Linked DNA regions of Danio rerio: region 1 is linked to region 2. The links are chromatin contacts, called in public Micro-C maps. All regions are on one chromosome and are shown on one strand. Each heading gives the region's core, a stretch centred on a gene start, on an enhancer-like site or on the middle of the called end of the contact. The rest is flanking DNA. Distances are from core to core; before and after follow the strand shown. Region 1 holds the start of tex55 (testis expressed 55). Region 2 holds the start of si:dkey-251i10.3.

Region 1 (5,484 bases), core at 2,779-5,278, 170 kb before region 2:
GCTGATGTAACGTGCAGAATGATTGGTTTATTTACAGTGTACGGCAGTGAAAACTAAAATAACCCAGCAAAGTAACAAATTAACCAAAAATAAAAGAATAAATAAACAGCAGACACAGCTACGATATACCTTATGTACAACCCCTCTATTATACACAGACAGATCACAAATTGCTCACGACACCACAGTAGCTCGCTCGCCAGGTTAACTGACCCTGAATTTGAGTTTGGGGCTGCCTTTTAAAGCCGAAGCTCCGCCCCTTTGACAGAAACCAACATATTCTAATTAAAAGGTAAGTATAAACAAAGGTTGTGCAATTTGGGGAAAATATCTAATTGCGATTTTTATTTTTTTTAGACAGATATTGCGATCTTGATTTGATTTGTGATTTCATTTTGTAGTCAAGCTTCAGCTTAATAATCTCTATCATAACTTCATACTGCTAAAATGCAGCAAGTGTTAGTAAAAAAACTAATTAGTACTAAAAAGATATTAACTTAAACATTTATTTTTAAATATTCATAAATGAAACACTAATTTTTCTCTATAGCAAACAGTAAACACAAATAAAATTACCTTTCTGTAAACTATTTGAACTCAAATTAGGGAGATAGTGAGGCTTATTACACAAACAAAATAAATAAATAATTATAAAAATACAGAACACTAAGAAAACTAACATGGCTGAAAGACCTCTGAAATTGTACTTTGCTGTTGCTTGCTACTAGATCGAGCGTCACTAGCAATACTTTCAGTTGACTTTAGCAAGACGCTCATCGCTCATTTGGCGTAAGACTATCACACACAGACACCAGTCATGCATTTGCTCTGGGTAGGGGAAATAAAATAATACAGATAAATTTCATATCGCAGTCTCTTGCAATTGCGATGCAATTTTGATTAATTACACAACCCTAGTATAAACATCTGTATACACTATGTTCATAAGTTCACTGTTTAAAAAAACATTTGACACCAAACAGTCATAATTAAAGAATGAGCAATTCCATGCAAATGTCAACCTTGCCATGAAAAAAAAAACATTTTCACCAAAATACAGTTACATTTTCTGGGTTTATTTGGGTAAGCAAGTATTTTACAGCACTTTAGAAATACTCAAAATTGCATCTGTCAGATTTTTCAAACTATTATATTTGATTTACCAAAGTCACACAAGTGGCAATTTCACATCTGTCACATCCATAACGGAGAGATGTCACATCCATAACAACACTTTTTCCTCACAAATGTGAAAATATTAAATAAAATAAAACCATAATTTTTGTTTTATAAAGAGACAACACTTATCCTTTTGAAAATTATTGTTTCTTTTGGGTTGTGCAGTTTAATAAACAGAATTTCTACAAAGTGTGTTGTATACTGTAAACTCACAGACTTTTTTTGTCACATCCATAACGCATGTTTACAGATTGATATTTTTCTGATCCCGTAACTTTTAACATATACTTTTTTTGTGAATTGAGTTTTTACTGCAAATGTCACATTCATAACGCTGGAATTGCTCGTATACTAAAACATATAAACACACACACACACACACACTAAACTAGTAACATTGTACTACACAGCTATAAACAAACACCACACACTAAACAAGTAGTATTTGTAAACATATTGTGGACATATTTATTTCTAAATGAAGTGACTGCATGTGATAAAGCAGTCTTGAAACACCAAAGTAAATGTAGATTACTATAGAAATGCACTGTAAGAAGAGCCTATTATAAACAAAGACTTCCTTTACTCATGCAGCCAAAATCCTTCATGGACATCTGAGTGCAGAGCAAAAGCCAGCTACTTTTGTCCAGGTGGACATTTTTATGGAAAACACTTGCAAAACGCAAAATATAGTTGTTGCTTTGTCTTACAAAACATGTTTATTTCATAAAACAATAAGAGTGAGTGATAACGCCTGCAAATCGATTCATTCTGTGTCTCGGAAATACAGAGAAAGCCTGTCTGTAATTACTTCTTTATTTAATTTTTATACATTTCTAAAATCTAGCTAGCCACTTGAGTATATCCTGGTGAGATATTTAGACACAAACAGCATTATGAAGAATTCAGCACTGTTTGACTGCTGAAAATAAATGCAAACAGTATCTTCTAAAAATTGTGGCGAAACATGATACATTAAAAAAAAAAAACAGTTGCTTGGAAACAACAACAATGTAGAGTCACTGAATGACTTGCAGCAACCAATACACCTCGTTTCAAGAAATATATAAATAAAAGTACAAACTTAAGAGTCGATTCTTTGCATTGTTGCTTTGCTTTAAGAGTTCTTTATGTTTTGACAAACGTACTGCTCGACTCGTCACGGATTTTGATCTTCATTTGTACCTGCAAAAGTTTTATAAAGTCAGTTATAAGAATGGTTTACAGCTAACTCCAATAATTTCACTAATAAATCAGACTGCATATTTATCAAGTCATATCATTCACAAATATAAACACAGGCATCAGAAACAATTAAGTATTAAAGCAATTCCAAATGTCAACCATGCCATAAAAAAATTATAATAATAATAATAAGTTTTTTACCAAAATAGTGAAACCCTTTCTTTTTTTTGTGTGTGTGTAGGCTTGTATTTGACTACTGTAAAATACTTAAAAATTTCTCTGTCAATGTTTTCAAACAATTATATTTGATTTAAGGTCTCACAAGTGGCAGTTTCACATCTGTCACATCCATAACGGAGAGATGTCACAACCATTATCAAGCTTTACCCTCATAGATGCAAAATATATATATATATATATATATATATATATATATATATATATATATATATATATATATATATATATATATATATATATATATATATATATATATATAAAATCAATGTTTTTTTTTGTTCTATAGTGAGCCAACTCTTATCCTTTTGATTAGCATTATTTCTTTTGGGTAGTGCAGTTTAATTCACAGAATTTATACAAAGTATATTATATATTTTTATTTATTATATGTTATATGTATTATTATATGTATTATTATATGTATTATATTATATGTTATATGTAAACTTACATATTTTTGGTCACATCCATATTGCATCTTTATTTTCCTCATTTAAAATATGAAATATGTTTACAGATTGATATTTTTCTAATCCCATAACTCTGTGGTTGGTTATTTTGGAAAATAAAAACAGATGTTTCAATTTAATACTTTCTCTGTGTATTTATGATTTAGGTTTTTACTGATAATGTCACAACTATAATGCTGGAATTGCTCATATACTGTAGTTATAAATAGATCACTAGCATACAGTGGAAATTTGAAATACAAAACAAAATACCTGCTCTAACATGAACTGAAGAGGATCGTCTGGTCTATCAAAAACCAGTTTCTCTGTGATATCCTGAAATAGCACAAATGAGTGAAAATATAATTCAGTTTTGTACTTTTAAAATGACATTTGTAGTCAATCACCTCCTTTCTTACATTTATAATTTTAATGCGTGAACACGTTTATTAAAATAAAGTGAAACACTTCAATAGTTTAACGCAGCTACATTTTTAGGAACTTCTATTAGTGCTCCTTCGCCATTTTGTGCAAAGCAGTTCTTCACTGTCTACCATTTTCTTCGTAAGAAAATATATGAGTAGCAGCAGCTTTGTTCTTTCTCACCTGAAATATTTGAAGGATATTATGAGTCTCCATATAGTCAACAGAGCGTTCATAAGGGTCCGTAGTACGAACGGTGTCCGCACTTTCGGTGATAAGCACTTTTTCTGATGTATCAAAGTCTGCCATCTCACAAAGTTTACGCTAAAGTCTTCTTTAGCATACGATATACTCAAAAAGTAAGTTGCGAAGTGTGCTTCCGCGAAGCATTATTGCTAATGTACTCAAACAGTTCGCTCTCTAATATCAAGTAGAAATACCTCTGTTTTAAAATAAAGACTAAAGTTTGTGTTTAGTCCGTTTAACGTTAGTACACAACCGGGACCGAGTATATCGAATGTATCTACAGCAGGGGATTGTTTTTGAAATGTCACCCTGTAACCCTTAGCAACTGTATACAAAAGGCTTGGATGATGTCATTGGGCATAGTTTCCCGGGACAGCGCCTTTGATAAAGATTCGTGGGGGGTCTAGAAAACGGTTATTCGGAGAGAACAAAACTACAGTCATGCGGACGAAATGTCATTTCTGCTGTTAATGCCAGTTTTATGCGCTATTTTTGGAGAAAGTACCTCAGAAGACTTCGGGCTAACGTTTACAATGCGCCTGACAAAGAGAAGGAGGGGCCAAACTGCTGTTTCTAGGTTGCAAGTCGTCCTCAGCTGACACCTCGGCCTACAATGGGTGCATTTTATGTAGGGCAGACGGTGTGCGTGTCCCCCGGTGAACCTCTCGGTGAAACGCTGCTGTTCATGTTTACAACCGAAAGGGGGACCTCCATATCAAGAAAAGCGCGCAAGCGGACCGGAAACCTCATACTAAGCGGGATGATATTATGGAGGAGAGGGATTGTTACATGTGACGAAATATTTACGTGTGCCAAGGTCGAACCGCTCCTTTATCATAGTAATATACAGAACAGATACCCACGAATTGGCTTGTTCTATGTAAACATGTCTCTTTGATATTTGCCATCAAAGGTTCCTGCCGGGACGTCGTAAATTATAATTATAACGCTGCCAGACATCGTCATATTCGAGATATATGTAAATTACTCTGTTCATTCATATCTCTGAGACACGTTTGCACGATTACTAGTTCATTTTCAAATTGTAGTGTGTGTGTGTATGAATATATATATATATATATATATATATATATATATATATATATATATATATATATATATATATATATATATATATATATATAAACGCCTGAAAAAAAATCACTTGGGCTTGAAGGTTGATTATTCCTCGTCTAGACTACAGACGAGCGCGCGCGCACACACACACCTGTCATTGTCTAGACTGGGGGGAGTCGGGAGGAGGGGGCACTGCTCAGTGTAGCTGGGGACTCGTGAACCACTATTGCATTATTTTGAGTCCGTCACAACGGCTCTGTGAACGTATTGGTGAACAAAAAACTTCGGTGTCACTTTACACGATCTGATTGGCCAGCAGTGCCGTCAGCAACTCTCCTTACGTTTCCTTGAGGTCAGCTAGGGACGTTAAAAAATAAATAAATGAGAAAATAGAAATGCGTAGAAAGTAAAAGCCAACGGGCGGCGAGCAATCTAGCTTGTTGGTCCCCAAATCTGACGGGCAGCGTCATCATCCAATGTGGGCGCGGATATAATTTGGAGAAATTTATTGACATCCTCCCTAACCAATCTAAAGTAGGCTATCTATAAATGATCAACATGCGGGATTCTCGGATGACTGGCCTTTTGGTCGTGGATGGGACATGGATTTCCCGGAGTTTAATTCGCGCTTGTTTGACCAAATAACGTTTAATTCGTGCTAATGTATGCACTTGACCACGCTCAG
Region 2 (5,642 bases), core at 2,958-5,457:
GCCTAACCAGGCTGGGAGCCCAGCCAAAACCAGCTATGTCCAGCTTAAGCCAGGCTGATCAAGCTGGTTTTAGCTGGTTTTAGCTGGTCATTTTCCAGCCTGACCAGACCAGGCTGGAAATGGCTGGAAACCAGCCTGGAAGTGGCCAAAACCCCTCTAAAACCAGACTGGCTAACTGCATACGATGCTCTAGGTTTGTTTATAACAGCAGAAGTTGCTCTAGGCTAGTTTTTAACAACAGACGCAGCTCTAGGCTAGTTAACAGCAAATTACACTCTAGGCTAGTTTTTTAACACCGACGGCGCTAGGCTGGTTTTTAACAGCAGATGGCACTCGAGGCTAATTTTTACAAGTGGTGCTCGCTGCAGAGCCATTTGAGGAGAGGTGAGCTCCAGAGAGGGGGAGCTTAAGCTTGAGCTCCACCTTTTTTGCACTTCTTCTACGAGTGATGTCACTGGGGGTAGGGTTAGGGGTGGGGTTGGTGTACGCATTAAAACAGCTTACAGGAGGAGGAGCGACAGCTCATGCTCCCCCTCTCTGGAGCTCACCTCTCCTCAAATGGCTCTGCAGCGAGCACCCTCTCAATTTTTATGGCAGTCACTTTAGACTAGTTTTTAATGTTTTTCTAGGCTAGTTTCTAACAGCAGACGGTGCTCTAGACTAGTTTTGAACAACAGACGGCACTCTAGGCTAGTTTTTTTAGGAAGAGTGCTTGTGTGTTCGGCTGAGTTGGCTTTGATGTCATTTAATTAATGTAAGCATAGTTCACAAACACTCTTGTAATTTGTGTAAACATTTCTTAACCTTATAAATGATTATTTTAGGTTCAAGTAGTATTTGAAGAATAAATACTGAAAGAATATGGCTGTTCTTCATAAAGCATAGTCAGCCCCATCTGCTGTTCAAAATAAGCTTACAACCTATTCAAGAGAACTTTTATTTATACAGTTCTATTACAGATGTAGGTGTGCTATAGATATACATTACCCAGCTGGAAAAAAAAACTAAGGTGAGTTTTGACTGGTTTAAGCTGGTCAGGACCAGTTTAGGTCAGATGAACCAGAAAATAATAATCTTAAACCAGCATCCTTTCATTCATTTATTAATTTTCCTTCGCCTTAATCCCTGATTTATAAGTAGTTGCCACAACAGAATGAACCGCTAACTCTTCAGCCAGCATATGTTTGTTTTAAGCAACATTTTGAGCAGCTGACACCAGTTTACAGTTTCTGTAATGCTACTCAAAAAAGAAAAAGGAGTACAGTTTAACTTTTGCCGATCTGATGGCCACACCATCCCTATCACAGCTCAACACTCACACACAAACATGATAGACCTACTGTGCTTCTGCCCTCAGCTTGTGTTTTTCTGCAGCTCTCTGACACAGAGATAAACAAATCCCAAGAAAAGGTCATAAGCAAAGTTTAGAGTCAGACCTCTGTACCGAAAACCAATTTGTGAAATCAGCAAAACAAAAATGCTTCTTACAGAATTGTAGTTTGCTCACATAGAAATACGCTTGAAACCCTGCAAAATGCACATTAAAACAATGCAATAACTAACTAAGCAGACTTAACATAGGCACGTTCAGATCATCAAGAATTAACAGTCCAACAACAGGACTTACAACCCTTCAAGTGTAAGTTAATTCATTCATGTACTTCTCAAAACATATTTCTCAGCGATATGTGCAATCAAATACAGCATAACTGCATGAATTAGCTATTCATTCTTACAGATGATGCTTTCTCAGGGGCAAGACAATAAAGATATGACACGAATGCACATATTTAATCTAGTCTGGTCTGAGATCACAATGGCTGATGTCCACTAGGTGGCACTATTAACGAAGTCAAAAATTCTATACAGTGCTGCTTGAAGGTTTGTGAGCCCCTTGCAGAATTGGTGAGAATCATTTGAACTTAAGAGAGATCAAACTGCATGTTATTATTTATTTATTTTATTTGGTGCTGTCTCAATTAAGATATTTTATATAAAAAAGATGTATTTCACAAGAAGGAAACACATTGCAGAGGGATGGAAACTTTTAAACAGGATGAAAATATCCATTTGTTTTACTTATTTTGGTGAAATATGTTTATTTTATTGTATTTATTTTCATTTAGTAGGCTGCTGCCCTTCAGAAATAACAGGTTCATCAGTTGTCTGTCAGTTACTGGTTTGACGTGATCAAACTGATAGCCTACTGAAGTATGCCAGTTTTTTAGAGCCCTGAATTACCCTATAGCTCCCAAAAAATGGTTTAATAGCGAGGGGTGGTATATTGGTAGAGTTGTACTTTAATTTTTTTATCTTGAATTAGATTTTTATGCTTAAATGCACAAAATCGCTTAATAATACACTCACTTATGTCTTTGACAACTAATCAAATGCTATCCAATATGGATCTATGTTTTGTCTGTTGGGTTACTTACAGAACAGAAGAAAATGATAAACTCATTCACTGCTGCTCACCGAATAACTAAGATTTAATTATTTTATGCTGTCATTTTATTTTTTAAATTTGATTATTTAATTCCCTTTGAGGATATTTTTATTAGGTCAATAAGCTATTCAATTTGTTGATGGTCTGTTTCATAAATTTGCACATGAAAAACACTAGTGTTAAAGTCCTTTTATTTGTATACAGTAACAGTATTTACGACTCCTTGTTAATGAATGCTAATCATATGGAAACTCATAAACTGTAATAAATACTGTATACAATGCACAGCTAGTATACTTTTGTGTACTTTAGCTTTTACTACAGTATTGTAGGCTACATATTTGTAGAAAATGTTTGTAAAAACACCAACATCTTGTTTAAATTATCAAGCCCGTAGCCAGAATTTCTTTCATATGTTTGCTCATTTGTCCTATTTTGTTTACTAAGCCACCATAATTGGGCAAAATAACCCATAAAAATGCTTTAAGATCAAACAGAATCTGATGAAGTTATCTTTCAATATAGACCTACTGTATTGTAGAGAAAACATTTTACAAGGAACTTTTATTCTAAATCTTGAACCTTATTCCTGAAGGAAAAAAAATGTCCAATAACCCTGCTGAAAAAACAGCTTAGTCAACCAGCCAGGTTTTAGGGGGGTTTTGGCCATTCCAGGCTGGATTCCAGCCATTTCCAGCCTGGTCTTATCTAGTCAGGCTTGGAGATGATTAGCTAAATTTGACTAACCTAGTTTGGGAGTCCAGCCAAAACCAGCTACATCCAGCTTAAACCAGGTTAGTCACACTGGTTTTAGCTGGTTTCGACTTGATTTAGCCTGGAAATGGCCAAAACCTCTCTAAAACCATGCTGATCCACCAGCTAAAACCACCCAACCAGTTTAGGCTAAGCTGTTTTTTTTCAGCAGGGAAGTGTGAGGCACCAAAAGCTGTCCATAGTTATACTACTAATTTGGCTATTGTTGTTATCCATATATTTAAATGTTTACAAGAGAGAAAAATCGTCAAGCTCTACATTATTATTATTATGTTAATATGTTTTAATCGTTCAATATTCAAACTGCCAACTTCTGATGAAAGTTGATGTGCTTGATAAAGGACACAATAGGCTACAGTTTTTAATTTATTATATGTAACTTTGTATTTTAAAAATCAGTATTTGTTTTCTTCATATTTCTTTCTTCTAAATCTTTAGGAAATAGTAGCTTGCTACATCAAAAGTGTGGTTATGATGACCATCCCAACAAGCTAATCCAGCTAAAAATTGTGCTTAAAATGTCACTAAATGAAGTATTTAAACCTCATAATTAAATAGAAAATGAAGTGAATAACTGCAAAAAGGTCCACTTTTTGAGAAAAAAAGAACTGGCTACAGGTCTGTTTATACATTAACCATTGTTGCATTACCACAGCATGTACCACACATAATTTAAGTACTTTACTATAATATATTTCAGAAACACTGTAGCATATAAACTGCCCACTGTAGTATTTTTGTGTGGGTTATTTGCAATTGTATGTCTTTTCATTGTTTCACTGATTTTTTCAATCCGTTGTCTGTTGATAATGGAATAAGCTGAAATACGGTTTGGCAGAGATTGGGGGTGATTTTAAAGTGTTTATTAACTCGCGCGGGCCCCTCGGAGTTTTGCTAATGTCCCCAGACGTGCAGGATTAGCACACTATCACTATTCTCCAGCACAGCAGATGGCGCTACCACTTCACAATAGCTGAGCTTCAACCGGCTAGTAAACACACGGAAGACTCAGTACATTGTGAATTCAGTCAGACATACTAATATTTTGTCTTTCAGCATTTCAGGAAACATGACGATCTTTGTAGATTGACGGATATATTCACTTTCGAAGTCTCCGGTTCTCTGAATCATCTCAGAGAAAAGAGAGTCAATAATTATTACTTTTTGCTGGACACGTGGTTAAACTACAGCATGGTCAAGAGGAGCTCTCTTCAGAAAACAACGCCAAGGTTTGCTCAGACTTCATTAACCAAATACTTCTTTGTTGTTATTTTCCAATAGTATAATAGTAAAAAACAGTTATTTTTTCTAGAAGCTAAAACTAGCCTGAAGTCTAATATATTAGCCTAACCTCACATAAAAAATGCTGTAGTACTGCTTTTTATAGTCAACACAGTGTTTTTGATAGAAGTAAAGTGTATTATTATAGTTTTTACACCACTATAAATGCTTTAACACACTAGTATTAATAATAGTGAACTGATAAATTAATAAATACTGCAGTATGCTTCAGTTTTTACTTAGTTTAACTGGTCTATTGTAGGATAATATACAGTTGTACAGAATTGGGTCATTTGTTTATATTGCTATAGTTCTTGTATATTACAGGTAAAAAAGTACTTTAATATTAAAAACACTGTAGTATTTACTATAAATGAATAGTGTTTTTTAATGCGAATGTATCCTGGCTTTCCTCACTGATTCGAGGTAAAGTTGGTTTTATGTTCGCATATTTGTTCATCTTTTAACTGTGACAACTTCTTTATATGTTCTTTATGTTATATGTTTACCATACTACTTTGAGTATTAGTCTGCAATAGCATGCAAGCATGACTTCAAAACAACATTAGCACTATTTAATTAACTAATCAGTGTTGTACTTTGATAGTCAGTGGCTGCTAATATGATTTCCCTATTTAGATTATGCAATGAACACTTTTCTGAAATCATGTTATGCAGAAAGTCTAAATGTGTGAATATAAAACCAACTTTACCTCAAGACTTTCCTATAATATATTAGTAAAAAGGCAGGAGTTGCTTTCTAGAAGCTAAAACCCGCCTGAAGTCTAAAATGTTGGCCTACCTCATATATAAAATGCTGTATCACTGTAAATTATAGTCAATACAGTGTTTTTTTATTTTAGTAAAGTGTATTATTATAGTATTTACACCACTATAAATGCTTCAACACATGCTTTAGTTTTTACTTTAGTAAACTGGTGTATTGTTGGATAATATACCCTGTAGTTGTACAGAATTGGGTCATTTGTTTATATTGCTATAGTTGTTGTATTACAGGTTATTTCAAGTACTTTACTATTTTTTTAAACTGCGGCAAACTTCTTTATTTTGTTTACCATGCTACATTTTTATATTTAGTCTGAAATAGCATGCAAGTATGACTTCAAAACAACATTAGCAC

What was found. A called contact is a pair of places that touch in the nucleus more often than the background predicts.
Region 1: a Micro-C map of caudal fin shows a contact between it and region 2, with 7 times the contacts expected there. The contact joins the promoter of tex55 here to the promoter of si:dkey-251i10.3 in region 2. A contact is called at or near these places in 3 of 18 Hi-C or Micro-C datasets (caudal fin, embryo and an unstated tissue) and 3 of 4 datasets of contacts at active chromatin or transcription factors (caudal fin, embryo and gastrula embryo).

Annotation. Positions count from the first base shown.
Region 1 is chr5:73,678,680-73,684,163 of GRCz12tu, reverse strand. tex55 (testis expressed 55) reads right to left here and starts at 4,028. Exons shown (of 3, transcript XM_073951660.1): 1 at 3,660-4,028; 2 at 3,327-3,389; 3 at 10-2,364. The coding sequence starts at 3,785. The coding sequence ends at 2,308.
Region 2 is chr5:73,512,214-73,517,855 of GRCz12tu, reverse strand. It overlaps si:dkey-251i10.3, which reads left to right and starts at 4,207. Exons shown (of 15, transcript NM_001256628.1): 1 at 4,207-4,449. The coding sequence starts at 4,412.